Regions from separate parts of the Cyprinus carpio genome. Here region 2 is linked to region 1. A link is a contact called in public Hi-C data. All regions are on one chromosome and are shown on one strand. Each heading gives the region's core, a stretch centred on a gene start, on an enhancer-like site or on the middle of the called end of the contact. The rest is flanking DNA. Distances are from core to core; before and after follow the strand shown.

Region 1 (6,684 bases), core at 3,168-5,667:
GAAGGGCAAATTAAGACTCTAAGACCCACAGAAACCCTGTAGAAAACACCTAAAAATGTGTGTGTGTGGGGGGGGGGGGGGGGGTGCATAGTTTATTTTGTACACATTTTTTCTTCACAAGGTTAATAAATACAGATGGTTTTATTTTATTTTATTATTATTTTGACATAACTGGACACGCCACATTAAAACCACAATGCTTATGGCAGCTTTGCTAAATAATTACTGTACTCTGCAGGATGTCTTGTCACATAATGGCAAAACATTTTAAAACTTTTTAATAATGAATGTGTGTGTGTGTGTGTGTGTGTGTGTGTATATATATATATATATATATATATATACATATATATATATATATATATAAACAAAAAACAAACAGTGAGACACAATCCAAAAACCAAAGAGGTATGTCTGACACATACATTGATTTGCATGCTGCAAAAGAAAAAATAAATTAGATTTTGAAAATGGCATAAAAAAAGCAATAGTAGTGGAAATCAAAACACTTTCACATCTATGCAGCCAAATTAGCGTGAAAACTGAGAACTCTAGAACGTATGCTTATAGTTTTTCATGGTGTTCTTTGAGTCGGATGTGAGTAAAGCTGTACTCATTTTCTGCCTCTCCCTCAGCACTTTACGAGCAGGGGAAAAGGTCCAATAAAAACCACACCTCATTATGAAGAAAGAGCTCAGATAACTAAACAGCCTGCTCACCGGACACGTTTTCCATACAGAAAAAGACACAAAGCTTTTTGTGTAGAGTGTAAAACTCCTTCTGAAAGGATATGGCACATGAACGAGGGGTAGACAGACCTGGAAAACGTCTGGCAGATGGTGACGGCTTTCAAGATGATTCATCAACACCAGTTTCAAAGCTTCACAACAAACCTGGGCTCCAACACCGCGAAACAAATCCAGTTTCTAGTTAAAACGTTCAACATATACCCTCACAAATGAATTTAAACGATGTTTGAGAATTCCAATGAGCCCGGTTACACTATGCAAACTTTTCTCCTCTCTCTCATCATATTTTAACAAAATTCCATCGTGTTGGACTCCAAAAAGTCATATGAAAAGGCAAAAAACTGCTTTTTATACTTAATAATGTTTCCAAAGTATCTCTTCAGTATCAAACACACTTAAGTGCTAAAATAAGCCAACACTGACTAATTAAGAATGTAAAAGGGTCCACCATAACCTTGATCTGAAGACATGAGCAGGTGCAAATTATACGTTACTGTCCTCAAAGGATCAGCTCTCTTCTCTATAAATGCTTAAATGATGTGTGCTGGGCCATTCATTGTGTTGCATGCTGCTGTTAGTCGCACTTATCTGTGATACTGAGAATGAAAAACCACAGCTGTCACAGTTATTGACTGTTAAAGTCAATAATGTTTGATCACACGACGTGACCGTGCCGTTATGCTGCGAGTACAACAGTCACTAACCCAACTAGTTAAAGAGCTATAAATTAACCATGCTGTGCATGTGAGAAGCCACACAGAACAGGAACCAACTGCAAATGTGAGGGGGGCAGATGTCAGCTTGCACTTTACACTCTTATGATTGATGGCTGTACTGTGTGAAAGCAAGTGGGTGACCTACATGAACCACCCTTAAAGGGACAGTTCACCAAAAAAAAATAATAATAATTAAAGCGCTGTCATTATTTATAAAGCCTCATGTCAGTCCAAACTCAATTTCGTTTACACAACATTTTCAACCAAAAATGGGAAACTTTTTATGCATTTTGCCTGTTCATTTACAGGACAACTGTGTTTGGGGGACTGAAAACGCGTTTCAAAGTGCAAGTTTTTGAAAACGCCACCATTATCGTTTCCGTGTAAACACCCAAAACGGGAATTTTTTAAAACGGTGATGTCATACACATGTGTAGTATGTGTTAGGTATGTAGACATGCGCAGTACGTGTCGATTTTAAAGGCAAGCGCGAACAAACATACACAACAACGCCAATGGTGTTGCTGCTCAACAGTTTGCTAACGCTTCTTCAGCAAAGTGTGGATTTACTTCACCAGTATTACAAGCAACAGCGGAGACCATAGACTGTATAAAAACATGGACGTAGTGTGTGTCCGTGATGTCACCCGTAGTTTTCTGAAGAGCGATTTTGAAGCTCAAAGTGGGCGGAGCGGGCCGTCGCCATCTTGGCAGCACGTCTCCGCACATCACAAGGCTTAATATAATTTAAACTTATAAGTGTCAGCAATCCATCTGTCACTCAAGTGGCCACGCCCTTAATTATGCAGAACTTTAAGGCTTAATATAATTTAAACTTATAAGTTATAAAAATAATAATAATAATAAAACAATAATATTAAAAAAGAATTCACCCCCCTCACAGTTGTCATGAAGGGCAAAATTAGCTATAAAGACCAAAATAATTTTTTGTACCAGGCTGTAAACATGTTTTTTTCTGCTGTAGAGTTGGGCATTTTAATATGGGGAGCTCCCTTTTGGAGCCAGCCTCTAGCGGCCAGTTGATGAATTGCAGTTTTAGTCACTTCCTTGTTGGCTTCACAAGAGGAAGCGGGAGGTTGCCGCTTTGCGGAGATGCATCATATACAACAAATAATCGTCACTTCCCTAAATGTACTGTTTACTAACAAGGTGAGAGCGCCAACTACTGGCCTGGCATACATAATACAGCGCTTTTGGTCAATTTCGAGGATGTGTGTAAACGCGAATCGTTTTGAAAACGTTGTCGTGTATATGTGAAACTTCTTAAAAACGCAAGGGATATTAATATTGCTCACCTCCATACAAAAGGACTATCAAACCAAAAAGGACAAAACAACACTGTAAAAGCATAATCAAAATAGTCTATTCGGATCATGCAACGTATTCCTAGTCTTCTAAAGGAATAGGATAGTGTTTTTGGGAAAAACAAACTAAAATGATTCATCAATACGATGCTGTCAACATATGGGAGATAATACTATAAAGTTACTAGTTACTATAAATCAAAGAAAGACATAAACATCTCATTCTTTGTTCCAGAGATGAAAGAGAGTTTTAAAAAAAAACACGAAGGTAAGTAGAAAATGTTTATTTTTTGGTGAACTCTCTCTTTAACACAACTTATCCCTAAAATACAGAAAAAAGTTGGACTTCTCATGTGGTGTGTCACCCACTTCCGTAGTGACTCTAATATAAGAAATTGCTGATAGGCTTCCGGAACTGGACCGCGAAACAGCTCTCTGAGAAACTTGACTTGAGCTTTGTTTGAAAGCTGCGCTTCAACCACCCGAGTATTTTAGTGCTGTGTAGCTCAGCTTTCAACTTAAACATTACATACATTATTATTATTATTACAACTAAATATTACAATCACTTGAGATTTCTGAACGTAACATAAAAAGAACATAACTGGTTTAAGTTCTCATTACAAGTGAATTATAGTCAGAAAACCCTTTACAGGTTTTGCTTTAAACACAACACAAACAAAAAACACAAACTATGACCAGCTTGACCGCTGAAGACAACAATCACCTCGGCACGTCAATCAGAAACGCGCACGCTTTAATCGCGTCAAATCTGTAATGACGCCTCATACTGCGGATAAGAGAGCACAACAGCAGGTAAACAATAGAAACGAGACTAAGTTAAGTAATGCACTCAGGAACTTTGTTTGTTAGCGCAATCGTTATATATAAACCACAGACGTGTGTAACTTATGTGAAATAAGTTACTATAAGGTACACAATCCCAAAACCTGTTAACGAAAACATGTTGTTTATCTAATCATTTTAACCGCTGGTGGTCAATAAGAATAACATGATAGCTATATCTGCATGTTAACTGTAATAATAACAACAACAACAATAATAATAATAATAATAATAAACATGCTTGAGCAACGTGTGATCCATTATCTCCGGTCCAAAATTGCAAACTTTCTCGATTCATTCGCTGTAACTTACTGGAGAACAGCAATCAACTGAAGTTACTTTCGCCGCCTCGATGCAAAGTTCGTAAATTCATAAAAAATTCATGGTTGAAATCACTGCAAATATGAAAATGAGCACATGAAATGATGACATGCAAATCCCAAAACCTACCGAATAAAAATGAGTGAAATTCCCGGTTTATTCCAGTCGCTCGAGGAAGCTTCCGTTGTCTATTTAGGAACTCCTGTCTCGCGCGCATCGATGCTTTCCCACGTTGTCCGTATGTTGCGTGCACACTGCTATAGTTTTTTCTTTATTTCTATAAAAATTTGCAGGGGTTGTCTTCTCAATCTCGATACAAGTTCAGTCTGCGAGCGTTGAAGCAGCTGCACAAAAGATCCGACTTCGCGGATCGGGTTTCGTATTTACGACCCTTCTGGTCAGTTTACGTTACTGGTTACTAAGGTGATCGTGTTGTAACTCCTCCCCCGATCTCTAGAGCGCTGCAGCTTTCACGTCCTCATGTAGGAGTGCATCCTCAGGTGAAGAGCAGACTGTCCAACATGACCCTGACCTGTGTAAAAAAAAACCTGTTTCGTGGTGGACAGCTGCTACATTTGAACACTGTGTCAGATTGTAGGTGAATGAAAATCAGTGAATATCATTTGAGTTGAACGCCCACATTACTCAATAAAGAGTTTCATACAGTTCCACGTAAGCGAAATTGCAATTGATGAGAGTGGAGAGATTGAAAGCCACTTTTGTCTATCGCTTTTTTCCCCCACGCAATTATTTTGAGTTCCCATGAGGACGTGAACATTCATTTCCTTTTATTTATGCGTAGGAAATCAAACAATAACGCAGGGAAATCACATAAGCAAACACATTTTGGGATTTTATACAATTTAGTATTATTATTTTTCACAGTTTATGACTTGACTTTGAATGAATATGCAGATAGCTTTATTTTGGCTCCGGATAAACTTTATATCAAATTATTCAATGAAAGTATTACGCTGATTACATAAGCAAACACATTTTTGGATTTTATACAATTTAGTATTATTATTTTCCACGATATATGACTAGACTGTGAATGAACAGAACATGCAAATATAGCTTCGAAAAACTGGCTCGGTTTAACCTTATATTAAATTTTTTAATGAAAGCACGATGATTAATACAAATCAATTAAAACAGAAATATATGTATATCATTTTCAAAGGAGTTAGCCTTGAAACAAAACCGTGGATCGCTCTTCATTACAAAATACAACCAGATATCAGTACTCTGGTGACATCTAGTGGTTTCTGACTTTATTTTACGAACCTTATTCACTGGCTCTAAAAGACAATTGTGGGACATGTCCAGTTGCATTTTTTGTATTTTTTTTTTTTTCAAAGCCATGTCAGTATTTATTTTAATACATGTTTAAAAAAAAATTACATTACTTTTTTTTTTTTTTTTTTTTTTTTTTAAAACAGAACACGTTAATGTGAACATGCTCAGTTACTTCTACCCTGTTCTCGACCAAGTAAGTAACACGTATATTTAATTTGTGATCCATATTGCTGGAGTTTTCTAAAATGACAGATTTTTTATTTTCATTTTTATTTTTTAATGCTTTTATTATAATGATTTCTGAAGAATCATGTGACATTGAAGACTGGCGCAATGGCTGGTGAAAATTCAGCTGTGCCATTAGAGGCATAAACTTCAACATATATTAAAATAGAATATAGTATTTAAATAGAATATTAAAATAGAAAACAGTTATTTGTAATAACATTTCATGATATTACTGTTATAACTTAAACTTTGTTTGTCTTTTTTGTGACAATGTTGTCAAAAATAAACATATTGACAAGGCTTGCTGGTATTTTTTACTTCAAGATGTTATAAAAACCAGGCAAAAAAAATAGAGGTAAAATATTAATATTATTAAATAATGTAAAAATACTGATGAAAGTAAAATTTTATTGAAAAAGTTATTTTTAACACTTTTAAGGTTCTATAGCACTTTTAAAGTATGGTTCTTTAAAGAACCTTATAAAAAAATTGGTTCTATTTAGCACCAAAAAGGTTTCTGCTGTTATAAGAAGCTGAAAAACCCAGTGAATCTGGTACTGTTTAGAACCATTTTTATTAAGAGTCTACCTTTTAACTGCATACAAATTTATAAGACTCAATGACCTTTTTAATGAATTGTTATTTTCTTTCAATTATTTCTTTTAATGGTACATCATATACCATATTCATAAGTTGTTATTTGTTCTTTCTGTATATTTGTGATTATTATTTTGCCTGAATGTTGAAGATTGAAACACTGAGAAAAGAATGCAGCCAACTGAAGATGCTGCCAATATGGTGATCCTGCATCCAAATCCTAACCCCTAAAACCTTTCACGAAATATATCTTTTGAGTATGAGTGAGTTCTCCAGAGGCCGTCTGGTGAACCTCTGTGGCCACGAACCAATCAGAGTCATTAACCTGATGTTCCAGATGAGCAGAGACAAGAATGATAAGAATATCATCCCATTATTGAGTCCATTAAGAGAGCCAGAGGAGGGAGAAGATCCATGCCGTCTGCAGTCAGATTTCATTCACCACCAGCGCAGAGATAATTAGCCGACAGATGAGACAAACCACTCATACACACACTCACAGAGCTTCGGCTCATTATCCTGGGTGACTTTGACTGTTAAGTAGCTGCTCCCTTGTGTTTTATTTGTTGACCATATGCCATTACATCAAAACTGATCTTTGCC
Region 2 (6,647 bases), core at 2,143-4,642, 41 kb before region 1:
ATTATCACATTCAAGAAACCAGTTAGAGATGATTAGAGCTTTGAGAAATGGCGTGTTATCCTGCTGGAAGTAGCAATCACAAGATGGGTTCACTGTGATCATAAAGTGATGGACATGGTCAGCAACAACACTCAGGTAGGCTGTGGCATTTACTGTAAACAGTGCTTAATTGGTGCTAAGGGTCTCAAAGTGTGCCAAGAAAATATTTCCCACACCATTACACTACCAGCAGCAGCCTGAAACCCTGGTACAATGCAGGATAGATTCATGCTTTCAAATTGTTTATGCCGAATTCTGACCCAACCAGAAATCAAGACTCATCAGACCAGGTGACCTTTTTCTTTTTTGAATCTTCTGTTGTGCAATTACTGTATGGTGAACCTGTGCAAATTTTAGCCTCAGCTGCTTTTGACATGATGTGAGTTAAGAGACGCTCTTCTGCATACCGTGGTTGTAACCAGTGATTATTTGAGTTACAGTTGCTTTTCTATTAGCTCGAACCAGTCTGGCTTTTCTCCTCTGACCTCTGGCATAAACAAGTCTTTTTCGCCCACAGAACTGCTGCTTACTGGATATTTTCTCTTTTTCGGACCATTCTGTGTAAACCCTAGAGATGGTCGTGCATGAAAATCCCAGGAGATCAGCAGTTTCTGGATTACTCAGACTAGCCTGTCTGGCACCAGCAACCATGCCACATTCAAAGTCACTTATATTATAACACCACAAGTCACTTGAACAGCAGCAGATAATTTTGACCTTGTCTAAATGCATAAATGCATTGATTTGCTGCCATGTGATTGGCTGCAAATTATGTCATTAATTACTCAACCTCATGTCGAACCAGACCTGTAAGTCCTTTATTCGTCTTCTGACACAAATTAATTTTTGATGAAATCAGAGAGCTTTCTGACCCTGCATGTGTTGTGATACTCCCCTGAACGCGTGGCAAAGACTTACATGAAAGAGAAGAAATTTTTGAATAAAGTCTTTATTTTTGTTTTCTTTGTGCACAAAAAGTATTCTCGTAGCTTCATAACATTAAGGTTAAAATACTGATCTCACATGGACTATTTTATCAGTCCTTACTACCTTTCTGGGCCTTAAATGTGTCAGTTGCGTTGTTGTCTATGCACGGTCAGAGAGCTCTCAGATTTCATCAAAAATTTCAAAGATGAATGAAGGTCTTGTTTGGAATAACATGAGGTAATTAATGACAGAATTTTCATTTTTGGGTGAACTATCCCTTTAACACTGCTGCCTGAGGGTTTCTAACACAACATCTGAGGGAATAACAGCAAATTTGACTTATTTCTCTCTAATATTTTTCTCCTATCTTGTAAAGACATAGAAACGCCAGTGTGGATTTTTTTTTTTTTTAATTCCTGAAAATGTAAATGCAAAACATAATGTTTTGTTGTACTATCCATTCACCACTGTAAAAGTATAACCAACTATGATGACTTCCACTTTTGAGGTCCCTGCAAAGTTGAAATTGGTCCATAAAAATAAATATGGTCAATTTGATATTGTTTTATAAAATTCATATTTTAAATATGTGCATGTATTTACATGAAAAATATTAATATTATAATATTATTTTAAATATATAAACGTAATAAAAAAATACATTTGTCAAAATTATAATTTTAAAAAGTTCAGTTTTGTTATCTTTCCATAACAGTTTCATATTTGGTTTCGTGTTATTTTCAAATTTCACTAGAAAGGATAGCGTTTAGACGAGATATGGCAAAAGCTATAGGCAGTTCTACAATATAGGCAACAATTTTGTTATTCAGTTCCAGTCAGTTTAATGTTGATTCATTCCAGTTCAATACCAGTTTTGATGTCGTAAGATTCAGCTATAAAGCAATTCTGCAGAAAAATCATAGTGCCAACATCTAGCTTAATCTTAATCTGTGTTCTCATTGTGTCAGTCAATGCGGTCATGTCAATAAATTATTAAAAGTGTCTTTCAGACTCCAACTAAGCAAGCCAGAAGGTGATCGTGGCAAGCAACCCAAACTCCATCAGGTGACAGAAAAAAAAAAAAAGTTAGTGGACCAGTTCTCCTCATGCCCAAGTGAATGAACTTGGTGTGATACTGATCGAGATAATCATACCAGCATTAAGTGGGAAGGAAGAGTTGTATTGTGTCCAGCAGATCGAAAAACAAAGGAAGAGCTGGTCTTTAGCCAGTAATAGATGACTGGCTTATTACTGGCCTTAAGGACAACGAAAGTCCTTCTTGAAAAAACTGCATTTTGGTCCCAGCTGGTCCTGGCCCAACTCGTTCATAGCTGGCTGTAGGGATCTGTGCCGAGGGCTTGACTAGATGCCAAGGTCTTCGCTGAGGACTTGTGCAGTCACCAAGGTCTTAGCTGAAGTAGCACATATTGTACATTATATTCTACATTATATCACACACAGTTAACACTGAATTCTTAGTGATGTCAATCAAACCTGGCCTAATGCATCATTAGGTCATTAATGTTTGTGTCAATGTCTCTGATCACATGTACATGGAAAAATCCAGCATGAACGTTCTGCTTAATACCTTCTTTTGCATTCCATGAAAGAAAAAGTGCAAAACAAGTTTAGAGTGACATTATAAAGAGTAAATTTTAAAAAAAAAATGTCAGTGATTTCTGCCTTTAAATAAAACTGAGACTTTTTGAAGTTTGTGGTTAAGGACAAGAGCAATGAGAAAGAACCGAACAACACTGTGTCCTGCAGTGTTGTGTTATTTGTGCCAGTAATAGAGATGGATGGCAGCGGGGTCAGTGTGTAGTTCCACACACACACACACACACACACACACACACACACACACACACGCACAAACACTCAGAGCTGTAATCATGAGGCCAACACAGCTCTAAAAGTCCCCCAGGGGGGTGTGGATGGTGTTCTTTTTTTTTTCTTCTTCTGCTCAGGTCAATAGTAATCACATCCTATGTGTGTTCTATGGGGTGGTCATGTGGGCAGTGAGAGTAATGGGGGCACAGCTGTTCAGACGCCCCGCTGTGTTGGTTTTCCAAGCACTCTCTGTTTCTCTAACCTCAGTGCCTGTGGCCATCTCACAGGGCCACGCTGACAGAAAAGACTGTAGCTCTGTTTCAAAACCTAGTGAGCTGCCTGCATATGTACCATTTTAAGATACCACAGATGTAATCCAGATGAAAAGCTTGTTTCAAATGGTAGACAACTACATTTTGCTGCCAATCTTATTACCAAATTCATCAAACGGCAGAATCATAATGCAGGAACATACAAGGTGATGGACAAAATGTTGATTATAATTATAACTCATTAATTACTGAAAGCTAGCAATAATAACACAATTAAATAATAATGATAATGTTTGCATTAAAAACTATTTTCCCCAAAACTGTGTCTGATATACTGTATATATTTAGGTAAAGGGTTAGTTCACCCAAAAATAAAAATTCTGCCATTAATTACTCACCCTCATGTCGAAAGACCTTCGTTCATCTTCGGAACATAAATTAAGATATTTTTGATGAAATCCGAGAGCTTTCTGATCCTCCATAGACAGCAATGCAACTGACTCATTCAAGACCCAGAAACATAGTAAGGCCATTGTTAAAATAATCCATGTGACATCAGTGGTTCAACCGTTTTTTTTTTTTTTTTTTTGTGTTTGTTTTTTTTATGAAACTATGAGAATACTTTTTGTGCGCAAAGAAAACAAAAAATAACAACTTCATTCAACAATTTATTCTCATCCATTTCAGTCTTCGAAAGATATAATGTCAAGATGGTGAACTGTTATAAAAAAGCTTATAGTTCATGCAATACTGGAAATTATCAGTAAAACTTGTTTAAAATGATTAGACATTGACTATTTTACCCCCAAATTGTGTAACATATACACATTTAGCTCATAGAATAATACAAATCCAAGATGGTGGACGAAATGTGGATTATAAATTTACTTATACACATGAAGAACTATAAAATTGCTTGAAATAATTTAACTATTTATTTTACCCCAAAAAAATATAAATTCGGAAACATATCAGTAAAATAAAAACAATTTAAAAATGACTATTTTACCTCTAAAATCGTTTCCTACGTATATTTATTATCAACATTTTCTACAATTTTGGGTTTACTGTATATTGCTCACTAACCTAAAAATGCATGGCTCATTATTTGGGGCTCAAATACTTTTATTTATAATCCTATACTTTTTTTAATAAGCATGATAGTAATTCATCTTATAATTCATCTAATATTGAAAAAAATTGTGTGTGCTACATATATTTAGTTCACTTAAAATATAAATCAAAGGAGAATTATAAATACAATTAGTTTAATATTGAAAACTTTGAATAAAATGAAATTAGTTTCAAATCATTAAAAATGTACTATTTTACCTCAAAATTATCTATCCATCCATTTCACAAGCCGCTTGTCCGCTTGAGTAGGTAACATGGGATGTTGGAAACTTCTGACAAATATTGATATAAATGGTTTAAAATCATAAAAAAAATTTAAATTAAAAATAAATTAAAAAAAATACCCACAATATATCAGAAGAATGAAGATAAAGTATATTCTCACACATGACCAACTTTAATGCCTGTGCAAAGTGTCCAAATCAGTCATTTATGAGTTTATATTTATCTTACTGCAGCATGCTCTTACAGACGGCAGCTGTAGCCTATAGCTAATGTTTAGAAAGAGCTTGTGTGTTCTGATTTGAGCTCTCAGCTGACAGACAGTAGATATAGAGCAGCTTATGGTGTTGTTGGTACTGTCAGGTCAGGTGCTTGTCATTTAGAGCTCAATTGTTTTATCTTTGTTTTCACTCAGTTTCTCATTCCCGCTCAGAGAAAAAACAGTACAGTTCCCCTCCAGAAGCTGTTTATTTGCTTCTTTCCTGCTGCCCCTATTTACAGTGAAATATAGCTGTAACATCTGTGCTTACAGCTTAAAATTTCAGAAAACCACAACCATGTGGTTCTTCCGAGTACATGCTGACATTTATGATGTGATGTTTTTGTCTGCATAATCAGCAACAAAGTGGCCGCAATGTGCATAAGTTTCCCGTTGAGACTGAATAACATTATTCGCAGCTGTAAATTTGCCACTTCCAAATTGATTCATGAAGTTCACTCTGTAAACCTGACCAAACATCCAGATAATGAAACAGTTTATATAACCCCACACAGCTGGACAGTCCTCTGACCAGAACGTCCAGATGTGTTCAAATTTAGGGTCTGAACAACCATTTTCTTCTGAAGCTGCAGTCAACAGTAACTCCAGTCTCAACAGCCTGCGATGCTTCAGTTCGTATTGGCAAAGGCTGCACTGCATAGACTTTTCTTCACCATCAGATAAAAATAAAGACTCCAGCATGTTTTAAATTGTACTGTACATGACCAGTATCCTGACCTGTGCGTCTGCACACTGTCATGTCAATGAAATAATGATGGCTTCTGAACTTATGGCCATTAAGGGGCCCACGCATGACTAACCAAGGCTATGTAACAAGATCATGTCTAAAGGAAAAGTTCCTCTCTTCCTCTCTGCTTCTTTCTGCAACTAAAGAAATGGTAGAACCTTATCTGTCCTAAAAAGCTCTGCATCAGACACAGGCTGGTAATATTTAAGAACTGTCGTGCTGAGCAACGTCAAAAATTAGGACCTCAAAGTCGAAATGATATCAAAAGGGAATTTATATTTAAAATGTATATTTAAATATATAAAAAATACATATATTTAAAATATTTTTGATTTATATACATTATTATTATCATTATTCTAAAATGGTCCCTGTAGTGAAATCTTTTTTTTTTTTTTTTTTTTTAAAGAAATGAATGTTTATTCGAGAAGTGTGTATTAAATGTATATATATTAAAATACCAAGCTGCATAATTGTTTTTAATTGTCATTTTTAAATTATTTACAAATATTTTAACAAGCTTTCGGCACAAAATTATTTTGTCCACCTTCTTGGATTTTTCAACACTGATAATAATAATAATAATAAATATAGCTGCAAAATTGATATTGATGTTCTCGGCATGATCCAAGGAATCCAGCAACATCAGTCTCATTACAATATGATAATATATGCAAAAATTATTAGCATTTTTAAAAATTGCTTTATAACTTTTGACCACAAGGTGGCGCTGCGCCCAAACTTTTTTAGTACCATCAGGGCATGGTGCCGAAGACGCATATCGAGTTTTGTAGCGATACATCAATGCGTTCATAAAATATAGCATATTATGACAAAATTCATAATGTCAGATGCCCAAATTGGCTGATATGGAATCATTCGACTCAGCATGATGCACCCAATCTAAAGAGACCAGTTTTGTGATCTTTGGTCAAACCATTTAGAGGTTATTAGCAAAAATAGCCATTTTTCATATCTCCTGACCACTAGGTGGCACTGTGCCAAAACACTGCAGGTTGTCTCAGGTTATGCTTGTTATAACACACACCAAGTTTGGTCTAAATACACCAAACCATTGCAGAGATATAGCCTCACATGAATTTTTGCGCACTTTTTGTAGAATTCGTCTGCGTGTTATTCGAGAACGATTGGACAAATCAACTTTAATCCAACATGGTCTGAAGATGAGTCAGTTTTGGTGAAAATCAGACAAACT

The links. A called contact is a pair of places that touch in the nucleus more often than the background predicts.
Region 2: a Hi-C map of skeletal muscle shows a contact between it and region 1, with 2.2 times the contacts expected there. The contact joins the enhancer-like site here to the promoter of LOC109077241 in region 1. A contact is called at or near these places in 3 of 8 Hi-C or Micro-C datasets (liver and skeletal muscle).

What each region holds. Positions count from the first base shown.
Region 1 is chrB2:7,273,975-7,280,658 of ASM1834038v1, reverse strand. LOC109077241 (divergent protein kinase domain 2A-like) reads right to left here and starts at 4,417. Exons shown (of 3, transcript XM_042717926.1): 1 at 4,087-4,417.
Region 2 is chrB2:7,313,991-7,320,637 of ASM1834038v1, reverse strand. No RefSeq gene overlaps it. Among protein-coding and RNA genes, the nearest start is that of LOC109077241, 41 kb to the right of the region's middle. Within about 2 kb of position 3,392, at least 2 of the 8 cell types and tissues checked have an H3K27ac peak or open chromatin away from gene starts, as enhancers often do. A contact at or near this core is called in skeletal muscle, where this site is marked.